2 separate regions of the Mus musculus genome follow, and region 2 is linked to region 1. Evidence: chromatin contacts called from public Micro-C data. All regions are on one chromosome and are shown on one strand. Each heading gives the region's core, a stretch centred on a gene start, on an enhancer-like site or on the middle of the called end of the contact. The rest is flanking DNA. Distances are from core to core; before and after follow the strand shown.

Evidence for each region. A called contact is a pair of places that touch in the nucleus more often than the background predicts.
Region 2: a contact with region 1 is called in a Micro-C map of trophoblast stem cells, with 4 times the contacts expected there. The contact joins two enhancer-like sites. A contact is called at or near these places in 1 of 15 datasets of contacts at CTCF or cohesin (the NIH/3T3 cell line), 5 of 484 Hi-C or Micro-C datasets (the 3T3-L1 cell line, the F1.1 cell line, embryonic stem cells and 2 more) and 2 of 9 other capture datasets (embryonic stem cells and pancreatic islet).

Annotation. Positions count from the first base shown.
Region 1 is chr19:56,916,378-56,922,360 of GRCm38.p6, reverse strand. It overlaps Afap1l2 (actin filament associated protein 1-like 2), which reads left to right. Exons shown (of 19, transcript NM_001177797.1): 11 at 1,773-1,984; 12 at 4,234-4,379; 13 at 5,124-5,235; 14 at 5,789-5,983. Among named protein-coding and RNA genes, the nearest start is that of Vwa2, 45 kb to the right of the region's middle. Within about 2 kb of position 2,545, at least 19 of the 459 cell types and tissues checked have an H3K27ac peak or open chromatin away from gene starts, as enhancers often do. A contact at or near this core is called in trophoblast stem cells, where this site is marked.
Region 2 is chr19:57,066,112-57,072,094 of GRCm38.p6, reverse strand. It overlaps Ablim1 (actin-binding LIM protein 1), which reads left to right. Exons shown (of 26, transcript NM_178688.4): 11 at 3,158-3,235; 12 at 3,849-4,004. Among named protein-coding and RNA genes, the nearest start is that of Afap1l2, 61 kb to the right of the region's middle. Within about 2 kb of position 2,979, at least 11 of the 459 cell types and tissues checked have an H3K27ac peak or open chromatin away from gene starts, as enhancers often do. A contact at or near this core is called in trophoblast stem cells, where this site is marked.

The sequences.
Region 1 (5,983 bases), core at 1,296-3,795:
AGTACATGTGTTAGAGCTGGAGGAAAAACCTCTGAGACAGGGACAGGTGAGACCGGGTAGGGGGCGGTGGGAAGCCTGGGCAGCAGGTTCTGAGGGCAGGTGTAGGTGCGGGTAGATTCTCACTGGTCATCCCTCCTCTCACTCATACTTGAAGGAACTGAGGTCAGGAGGGAGACAGGCCAGGCCTAGAAAATATCCTGGTATGGAACCTCTTAATTCCAAGGTTGGACCTTGGGCTGCAATCCTCTCTGGGCCTGGAAGCCACCCCCACCTCCACCTTGCTCACCTCTGGGCCTTTTTCTCGACCCCACTCCCGGGCTCTCTCCTGAGCCCCTGGTTCTCCTGTTGCTTGAGGAAGGCAGGGTAGAAGACAAGGCTTTTCTTTGGAGCCTTCTGCTTCCCAGGCTAGGGTGTGGCCTACTTCTGCCTGTCACTGCCGCCTCAGGAAGCAGAGTGTACAGCCTGGGAGACTGGTCCTAGTGCACACTGGGATGTGACTGGATTGCTCATGGAACTGTTTTATCTTCATGCATAGCCTCCTTCCCGGAGGCTGTGACAGTGAGAACAGACACCCAGGGACTTAGCTCTCACTTCACCTGATCTAAACGTCTCTGGGGCTGTGATAGGCACAGGAGCATCTGTTTGGACTTTAGCTTCTGCTCTCTGGATCCTCAGCTTTGATGTCTTTTCAATGTGGTGTAGAAATGTATGTGAGCCCCACTGTCTATCAGGAGACCAGCTCTGTATGGGGCTGTCTAATCTGCTTCACTGCCTGCTTAGCTGTCGAGGACTCAGAGATGCTGCCAATCACTTAGAACTGAGCAGCTCTACTTCATAAGCCTGTGTATTTGAGAAGGTTAGGCTCAGAGAGGAGACAGCCCATTACGCATCTCCTCTAGGTGTGCAGGAAGCCTAGAGGCCAGGTTTTGCTCATCTTTGTTGCCTGGGGACAAGGCTCCATTGGTATATGGCAGCAGTTCAATAAACGTGGAGAAGCTGAACAATCCGTGAATGAGAAAGGATGTATCCTGGGTATACCCTGGTGCTATAGCTTCTGGGTGCTACAGGGGGGAAATGGGGTCCCCAGTCAAAAGGCTAAAAGCTCCAGTCCTAGGTCCTGGAAAGGCATGTGTCCAGCAGAGGAGGTTGGCACTGAAGCAGAGCTTTGCTGCAGTAGGCCCTACATGTTCTAACAGCAGGTAAACTGAGTCAGGGCTAGAGAAGACATAGACGCACCTGCTCAGGAGGAAAGAGGAGGGTTGGGTGTTGTGGGTAATGTCTGGACCACGTATCAGGGAAGTAAGAAAACTTGAGGCAGCAGGTTTGACTCTAGAGCCAGGAGATTTGACTTGAGACCAGACGTAGGGGGTTGCCTGCTGGAACCGAGAGGCCTGGAGGTGAGGTCTGGTAGAGGACCCGTATGCTGTACAAATACTCACCAGTCCCAGGCTAATAGAGGACAAAGCCCACTTTCCTCCAGCCATACTTTTGCCAAGAACTGGGATAGCTATACTGCCCTGCCCTGGAGTGCCAGGAAGAAAATAATATACTCTGAGATTGACAGATGTCATCTCTGCGATGACATATGACAGGTTCCGAAATGGGTGACACCCAAAGAGACCCAGTGGTAGTGCCACCCCTAGACCCTGTGGTCTTCTAGGTCCCCCTGTAGCCACATCCCTGCTGAAGAATGTCCCGTTAGAAGAGTTGTTCTCTGCGGATGCATGTCTCCTGTGACCTCCTCCTCCTCCTGTCTGCATGTCCTTCTGCAGGCTACCTGAATGTGCTGGTGAACAGTCAATGGAAGTCACGCTGGTGCTTCGTTAGAGACAGCCACCTGCACTTCTACCAGGACCGGAACCGGAGCAAGGTGGCCCAGCAGCCCCTCAGCCTGGTGGGCTGTGACGTGCTTCCAGATCCTAGCCCCGACCACCTGTATTCCTTCCGTATTCTCCACAACGGCGAGGAGCTAGCCAAGCTTGAGGTACACTGACTGTGGGGCAGGCAGGAAGGACGGACAGCCAAGGGCGGGCGGTCTCTTGGCTGTCAACTGAAGTACTGAGGACCACGATCCCACTAAGAGAGGACCAGTGGCTTTTATCTCCATTATCTACAGCTGTTTATGCTTTTAAAAAAAATGTCCATTCTTGTTCAGACCTCAGGATGGGTGGCTTTGTCACAGGGGTGGGACCACAGGCTTCTTTCTGTACAGGGCACTCCGGGAGTACTTTTAGCCCCCATGGTGCCAGAGCAGAGTCTGAAACTCAAAAGGCGTGCTATTTACTGTGTATGTTACCAGCCACAAGAACCCAGAGGCCCGGTTCACAGAAATGAGGGCTGCTGGAATTTATCTGAGATCAGGACTTGCTCTGCGATACAATTACATTTCGGCCTCTCCCTGCCTTTTGGTTTCATGCACTGTTAAAGTTACAAAAACAAGAGATGACATAATACAAGCTTGCTAGGAACCCCACAGGCGGGGCTGAGGTCCTACACACAAGCAAGCACTTGCCCATTAACTCCTGTCCACTTAGGACTTTAGCCACCGGCCTTCCAAGTCCGCTCCAATGCTGCCCCCTAGTGACTAAACCGTCCACACCAACAATGGCCTCACACAGACAGGTCCATCCACTCATTTCGCATTAGCCAACTCCTTGGATGAGGGAGAGAACTTGTGTCTGTCTTCACAGAACTTATTTTCTATTTTGGCAGTGTGATGACATCTGGTGACACAATTAGTTGTTTAGTTACAGTTTCAGGGAAGGACTAGGGCACGGTGAAGGTGACCTAGACCACCAGGAAGCTGCTGCACTTGCCCAGTGTAGGAGCGGTGGCCTGGAAGAGGTCTCTAAAAAGCAGTACTGAGAAATCCAATTGGAAATCAAAGGAGAAAGGAAATCTGTATTCTTTTTCCTGTGGCTGTGAATAAGTGCCTGACAGAAAACAACTCAGAGGAGAAACTGGCTTGGCCCTTGGCTTTAAGAAATACACACAGCCCATCATCCGACAGAGGAAGGCATGGTAACAGTTACAGCCCATCCTCCGACAGAGGATGATGGTAACACCTTGTATCTGCAGTCAGAAAACAGGTGCATACTGGCCTCAGCTTGGTGCTCTTTCTCATTCAGCGCAGGCCCGGGGTCTGTCAGGATGGTTCCAGGGGCTTTTCCTCTCTTCATATAAATCTATATGGAAACATCCTCATGAACATGCCCAGGGGCTGGGCAGTGGTGGTGTACACCTTTAATCCTGGCACTTGGGAGGTAGAGACAGGAGGATCTCTATTAGTTTGAGGCCAGCCTGGTCTACAGAGTAAGTTCCAGGACAGCCAGGGCTACACAGAGGAACTCTGTCTTGAAAAAACAAACAAACCAAACACCAAACCTGCCCAGAGGTGTGTCTCCTAGGTATTTCCAAATCCAGTCAATAAGAAACTGAGGACGAGTGCGGCACCAACAGAAAGTTGAGTTTGGTTTGTAGCTGTATCTCCAGAAGGATGGTAGGACTGAGCGGCCTGGGACCAGAGAGGTAGCTAGTTTTGCTCATAAAAATAAGCCTATGGCTTTTATACAATTCTATTTTCTTGTCACAAAGGCAAGACATAATATTGACATTTGAATAGAAACGTTCAGTGCCTACAGTTGATTGGGATGCACCCCTCCCCCCCAAAAGGAAACACCAGATTTGCTGGGACTCAGTAAATCAGGATTTCTTGCTCTTGTATCAGGTCTTTCAGATTCTTCAACTTTATTGGTGTCATAAAATAAAACCTGAACATGGAAGTGTCTCAGCACTCTCCCATGCATGGGTTAAGATGATAAAAGGGACAATTACTGTCTATGGAAGAGTCTACCTACAATGTATACAGTTATTCAGTAACCAACAGTTTTAGCACCTCCTGATCGATAGCTCTTGATAATCTTTTTTTTTTTTAAACCTTGAGAATGTAACTATTAGCTTCTAGAAACTCACGTCTACAGTCTCATGTGATGCTCCCCACCGATGTCTGGAGTGTCACTGAGGTGTCACTATGGTGACAAAAAGGAGGTGCCACTGCCAGAAAATGCTATTTAGGTTCGCTCGGGGACACAATGTGCTGGTAAAACTGAGGGTGCCCTGAACAGGTCTCATACTTGATGGCAGGGACCGGAGTGAGCTATCCTGGCCTAGAGGGAGGGATTGGCCAGGATAGCATGCCTTCCTTATTCGAGACTCTGCATGTCCTTCTCCTAGGCCAAGTCTTCAGAGGAGATGGGCCACTGGCTAGGCCTCCTGCTCTCAGAGTCGGGCTCCAAGACTGACCCGGAAGAGCTCACCTACGACTATGTGGATGCTGAAAGGGTTTCCTGTATTGTGAGTGCGGCCAAAACCTCTCTCTTGTGAGTAAGAAGAGGCCTTTCCTTGTGTGTCTTTTAATCCAGCCTTGCTTCTAGACCTGGTGGGTAGTAGGGCAGCATGCCCACTGGGAGCTCAGGGTCAGTCGAGTCCTCTTGTTCCTGCAGTAGGGGAGTGCAAAGCAGGGGCCCTGAAGCCACATGGCCCATCCTCGGGAGACCCAGAACAGAGCTTAGCCCCAGGGTCTGTTACCGTTAGATGCTCTCTAGCTCCCAAGCACTGAGTAGGCACCTTTCATGACTTCCCCTGGATTCCTCACTGGGTCTCCAGTGCACTCTGGGAGATTCAGGGCAAGGTAGGTGCTTTCACTTTATAGATGGGCAGGAGTGTCTTGGATAAAGAGGTGCTGCCAGTCAGGAGCCAGCTTGGTCCCTGAAATGGGGCCTGTTCCCTAATGTACAAAATGGGGATGCATCTTATCTGAGGTGCCCCGGGTGCACCGTGGGGGTGAAATGTTCTGGAATCTTGTGGCTGGTACTCTAATGAAAGGGAAGAACCCTTAGAAGATGACTGGAGGACTCTGAGGAGGGATTAGCTTAGGGAAGCTTGTTTTCTCTGGAGGGGAAATCTAGACCCAAGAGTTCTGAACAAACGAGATGGCCATGGCTGGGAGGAGACAGGCATTTATCTCAGGCCTATGTAACCCAGGGCTTTGAGTCTGCATTCTTTGAAGTGGCTGGGGTTCTATGGGGACCTGGATGCATTTTTCACCCACATATGTCTTATAGACTGATGCAGAGAAAGTTCTCAGAGCCCAACACATACATCGATGGCCTGCCCAGCCGGGATTGCCAGGACGATCTGTATGATGATGTGGAGGTATCAGAGCTGATAGCCGTGGTGAGCACTTGGACTGGGGATGGGGTTGGAGGTGAGGGGGTATGATCACAGACAGTCAGACTGTCCCCAAGACCAGCAGTTCCCAGTCACCTACTGGGCCACCCTTTGTGCATAGGGTTGTGTGCATGAGACTCACCTAACTGGAGACCTATCTAGTAAACAATACTTGGTTATTTGCTCTGATCGGTGCTGGGTGTGGAGAATAGATGGTGGGTAGCGTGAGGTAGGAGCATTGGCACATTAGCCTTCAAAGCCTACGTTGGTAGCTGAGGCGGGCCGAGCATGCTGGTGGCAGGGTCCTGGTTCTGGAACGAAGTAGTTGTATCTCCCTCAATCCTGACCCCCCTGTCACTTCCTTCTTTACACAGAATGCTGTGTTCTGAGCCTTCTGACTCTGGGCTCTGACATCCCATCCAGGACCCCACAGAGGGTTCCGTAGGAAGGGAGGAAGCAACACAGAAACTGCAGCATGAGAGGGGACAGGCAATCCTGAGGCTGGGTCCCTTACAGCCAAGGGAATGAGGTAGTAAACACCCCTGGCTTTTTCCTGTAGGTGGAGCCTGCCGAGGAAGCCGCCCCTGCTGTCGATGCTAACAGTGGTAGTGAGCCAGACAGAGTCTACCTGGATCTCACACCGGTCAAGTCCTTCCTGCACAGTAGCAGTGAGGCTCAGGCGCAGGCCTCTCTCCCAGCAGTGCCACATCAGGACGATGTAGCTGAGACCCTCACAGTAGACCCAAAGCCAGGC
Region 2 (5,983 bases), core at 1,730-4,229, 150 kb before region 1:
CAAATGGCAATTTATAAAAGATAACCAGGAAGCCCCACATTAGGATGGACTGTTTAATTTTAATAGAGTGTGTTAATTAGGGCAGCCTAAGGGAGCTTTTGCTGGGCTTCAATACTTTGATAGCTGAACCTCCCTGGTCAGCCTCAAACGGAGGAAGTGGCTAAATAAGGGAGTATAGACTGTGGTGGATCACTTTAGGAATGTAATCTGGTGATTTTTAGCAAGGCAGAGGGCAAGGCTTGCCAGAGCCATGTTTGTGAGCTGGCTAGAGTCTCTTCAAGAATTATACATGCAAGGCCAGCCTGGGCAACTTAGGCTCCTTCTCAAAATATAAGATAGGCGAGGGTTTGGAAGCAGAGCACTTGCCTAGTGTGCACGAGCTGTTACTTCAATTCCAGGACCAATAAGATTCAATACAATCAAATAAAATGATAAAATAAGTTCTTAACATTTAGGATAAAACCTCCAAAGATGATTGTTCAGCTTTAAAAAATAATTTTACCATCATAAAGGAAAATAATTGCCATGAGGTGAACCAGTCTACAATGGCAAAAAACAGTGTCCTTCAAGCCTTGAGCAGAGTCCATGGGACAGCAAACCCAGAACCATTTGGCAGACAGCACATGGTGTTAAATGCTAGGGATGAGCCACGGGTAAAAGTCACTGTGTATGAAGGGATCGGAGTCCCTCCACAGGGTCCTCAAGGAAGAGGGCACTGACAGCTGCAGGCAGGAAAGCACCCATAACTGTGACAGGTCTTCCGACAAGCCGGGACACATTTGACTTTTTAAGTTCTGTAGCTGCAGCCAGTGCCAGATAGCCCTGTCTATGCATCTCACACGTGAAGAGAATATTCTCAGTAGGTATGGAACACAGGTAACTCCGCCCCTTAGGATCAGAGACCAGGCGCAACGTCTGGGAAATATTGACCACCTACATATGCCTGGCCAAGCGCCTGGAGCTGTCTGCCTCCGCTCTCACTCAGCCCTGGAGACGTAATTGTCCGGAGTTCTGCCTTCCTAGGTCACCCAAGTTGAAAAGTTGAAGAGCAAAGTTTTTAAAAAAGAAAGACTTGTGTCGCCAGGATTTAAAAGAGCGACTTGATTCCAGAAGCAGACTTTAACCTCCATATGTTACGTGTAGCTGTATTTTGTCCAGTGTAAAGGAGGTAAGGATGGGAAGTCATGTGACCTCCCGACCAATGAAGAGACCCCATCTCAAAGGAGGCTGACAACATTCCTGTAGATGATGCCTGAGGTTGTCCTCTGGCCTTCATATGAACACATACATGTGTCACACACATACATACACACACATATACACACATGCAAACACATTTGCATGTGTATTATCCCTTCACACATACATGCTCACACACACACATACACACATACACACATACACACATACATCCTAAAAACACATTTGCATGTGCATTAGCGCCATACACACACACACACGTACACATTCATGTGTGTGTTGCTTTGTTCGACCCTTATGAGGGGCAACATCTTTTTTTTTTTTTTAGGAGCCCGTATTTTGCTTGTGCCATGTCTGTATTTGGGCTAGGAAATGGAACTTGAAACCAGACATATTTGGGCAATGTTAGGAAATTCAGGATATTTCTCAGTGAAATTCATTGTTCCTGGTGACCTGTCAGTCTAGTCACAATTAGAGGAATGCACGGGTTCATACCAGGTGTTGGGGAGAAAACTCAGCTTGTCCAGTCAGACATACCTCCTCCTGGCTGTGCTGTGATTTCTCCTGCCACCTCTACTCAGCTATTTCAGAAGTCCCAGACAACCAGAGACTAGCAGCTTACAGCCTCTGGCAGGCCCTGCCTTTCATAGTGAGTCCAACCACTGCTGCCCTGAGCTGGCCCGGTTGTCTTTGTGGTCCCTGCTTCAGACATGAGCTACTCAGTGCCCTGAGTCCAAGTTCTTGTGGGCTCTTTCTGTCCTATTCGAGGCACTGAACTGAAGTCGACTGTATCAGAGAGGAAAGGGGCCTGTTCCTAGTTTAGCTTTATAGGTGTTACTCCCCAGGAAGTAGTACATAGACAAGAGGAAGACTTTCATGAGGGCTTTGCTTTCTTTATAGAATGTTCCAGAACATGCCAACCAGAGATAAAAAGCCATTGATCCTGCTTTGTACCTCCTCTTCCTGCCCCATACCCAGCCTCTTCCATCTTTCCAGAGGCTCATCACCCCCGCCACACACACACACACATACACCCACCACAGGGACTCTGATTACACTCAACCCATGTAATAAACCTGAGTATACACTTACCATTAAAGGATAGCTTGTTTCTTCTTCCAAGTATTTATATCTCTGCGCACTGTTTCTCTAATAAAGGGGGATCCAGGGCAATGTGAGGAAATCAACCAACTTCTCATTAGGAGTTAATTCACGAAGGAAAAATTAGGGTTGACGATGAGAGACAACAGCAAGGGGAATGGTCTGTGGGCTGAGGAAGAAGTGGGAGGCCTCTGAGGGGGTGAGTTCAAGGTTGGAGGAAGAAAAGGAACCAACCAAGGAAAGTTGGTGGAAAGAGCGAGTCAGGCTGTGAATCAGCCAGGATAAAAGGCTGGAGGCAGGGACACAAGGCCTGCTCTTGAGAGGGCAGGTGATAAATGACAAGGAAGAAGGAGACTGGGACCTGATACTGAGGCCCCAGCAGCTGTGATTTCACACTAAATTGGCCACCGAGGCAAAATCAGCACTGTGACAAGGAACCAGGTTCCACAAAGGTTTCTCTCTTGAAATAATCCCCATGGTGCCAAGAGGACAGAAGGAGGGCAGAGGTGAGCAGGAAGCCCGTGAGAGGCAAGGAAAGCCCAGGGTGTGCTCTGCTGTGGTTCTGAAGACTAGAGCTGGTGACTGGAGCTGGGACACTGGGCTGACATGGAGCTGGACTGAAACGCACAGCTTCAAGATATGCTCTAGTTTCAAGCCCAAGGTTCTGTAAGCGACAAGGAAGTGAAAGGGCCATGAAAGCCACCTGGACATTTCAGGCCCTTTCCTTCAAGGGTATACCTCCTGTCCTACGCCATGCTCACGGGTCTCTCCTTTCTTAGCTGGTTGAGTTTTCCATGAGGCTTGGGTGCCTGGGCTGTTCAGAAGTCTGACAGGCCACTCGCTGTTTATTTTGCAGCCCACCAGGACCTCCTCTGAAAGTATCTATTCTAGACCAGGCTCCAGCATCCCTGGTTCACCAGGCCATACTATCTATGTAAGTATCACTTCCAGAAGGGACACTTGGGGGAGCAGGTGGGTCTGGGATTAGAACCATCGGATGGAGAAGCCAAGAAAGGAAGCTGATCCCCTGGGATCCTGTTAGAAGATCCCAAAGGTGCAGTCACATGGTATAGATAGAGCTTAAAAGCTTGTTGCACCTAACATGTGTGCAGATATTTGGGGGATTAACTGCCCATTTTATAATGCTGCTGCTGATGTTATTAAATTCTGCCACAAAGATATTTACATATTTAGTTTATTCAATATACAGTACTTATATTTAGCTATCTGAAAAGATTTATTGACCATCTCTTTGAGTTTTTTCTCTGTGTTGAGAAACTATTCTGAAGGTTGAAATATTTCTTTATTCACTAAATTCTATACACGCCCATTCTAAGCCATTGATGATATTTTATTTTTAAGCGTGATTAATAGACGCGTTGATTAATAGGGGCATTGATCCTTCCTAAAGGATGTGACATCACGCAGCAAGGCGTTTGGCTTGGTTTAAGAATCCCATTTTAAGCAAGGCCGTAAATGGCACTGAGGATAATTTCTCGACAAACTGAAATAGAGGATTAACTTTTCTCGCTGTTTAACTCTGCCAGGCAAAAGTAGACAATGAAATCCTGGATTACAAGGATTTAGCAGCCATCCCCAAGGTCAAGGCGATCTATGACATCGAGCGTCCAGATCTCATTACCTATGAGCCTTTCTACACATCAGGCTATGAGGACAAGCAGGAGAGACAGAGCCTTGGAGAGGTAATGGATTCCCAGGGATTGCAAACAATATGGCCATCCAGTGTCCCGTTTCACTCACCTCTAATAAGAACCACTGTTTGGGACTAAGCTATGTCAGACTTTGCCGACACTCTGAAGGGCTCTGTACCTGGTGATGTGAGGGACTCAGAACCTATCCCATGACCTCCTAAACGAGGGTACAGAGAGGTAAGAAATTAGCCGTTTGGGCCTGAGGTTGCATGCGTGTGCGTGCGTGCGTGCGTGCGTGCGTGCGTGTGTGTGTGTGTGTTGGGGGCAGGTTGTTAAGGGAAGGAGGTCATACATAGGGTATCTTGGACTTCAGATAACTTGGAAGTACATTTCTAGGGATCATGAGATGTAAGACCTCACCCTTAAATTTAAGCAGCTTCAGTTTCTGACATGTTAATGGAGGATGAATGGAGGGGAAGGCGGTATGGCTGAGCAGATAGCTGGGGTTCCTTGAATGGATTACTGGGTTTCAACCGAAGGTGTTAGCACATGCTGGTTTCGATTGTCATGTGACAGTCACCGTGATCCCAGTCCCTTCATCGGGAAAATAGGGTAATGACAATCAGCTCCTTGGAGATGCTTATATGGATTCAAGAAACTGAAGAGCAACGAGGAGGGGCAGACTTGCACATGCTCAGTGAGGAGGGGCAAACTTGCACATGCTCAGTGAGGAGGGGCAAACTTGCACATGCTCAGTGTGGCTGTGGCCCCTGCTGTGGCCCTGTCTACGGCTCACTACAGCTCAGTGTGCAGGCCTGACCCTCTGCTGGGCCAGAGTTTCTCAGCCTAGAGGGCTCTCTCCCCTGTGCTAGCTCCTAGGGTTAGAGGTTACCTACTGCCACCTCGCACCCTGACCATACGCTGTTTCCCTCAGCTCCTTCAATTTATTCTAATTTTCTCACTTACCATTTTGTTTGTTTGGTTGGTTGGTTGGGTTTTCAAGGCGAGGTTTCTCTGTGTGCTTTTGTTGTCCTATAACTGGCTTTGTAGACCAGGCTGGCCTCGAACTCATGGGGATATGCCTGCTGGGATTAGAGGTGTGTGCCATACACCCAGCCCCTTTATTTATTTTCATTGTTATTACAGCTTGACCCTGGAGACTGACAGACCATGCTTTCTCACTGCACGCCCTTTCTGTCTTATTCATTATTTAAGTTGGAGTCATCTGTAACCTGATTGGACTCCATTCAGAGAAATATTATCAAGTAGTGGACTTAACTGGGCCCTCCAGCCAAGGCCAGAGAAGATTGTAGACTGTAGCATCCCACGGTGCCTAGACTTGCATAAGACGAACCAAACACTTGAGGCACATATGTCATGCTAGACTTTGGGATACAGCAGGAGCTTGGAAAATCCTGTCTCAACACCGCTCCCTCAAAAGGCATGAAAATGTGATGCTGGCTTTGATTTGTTCCCAGTTATGCACACTAGTATTTATTGTTTTATAGCAATTTTGTGTATTTATAATTATTCCTCTTCTTGCTGATTCCCAATCTGGGTTTTATTCTAGAACACAGCCTGCATTAAGGTCCCCAGTCTGGCAAGGGACTTGCATTTTTCCCATAGTGCCATCTGGTGGTTTGCTTGCTGCACTGCATCTACAGACGGTTAATTGTCCTGGGCTGTTAGCTACCACTGGATTTCAGAATTTCAGAGGTCAGGGTAACTTTCTGAACAAAGTACATAAAGACTGGCCTTCGAGTCATTGCTCAGGTGTCTTTTTTAAAGTTCAAGACATATATGCAAAAGGGAAATGTTGGCTTTTCGTGGTTTTAAAGGTGCATGTGTGCTGTGTGTACTTTCTTGGGTGGTGTGTGTGTGTGTCTATTATTATTGTTGTGTGTTATTGTTTTGTATTCTTCCAGTACCTTCCTCTGGAGTAGCAAAATATCAAGCAGAAATTTGGCTTGGAAATGAAGTTTAGGTCACTTAAAATCTGACTGCGCCACCTACCTACTAACTCAGGACTT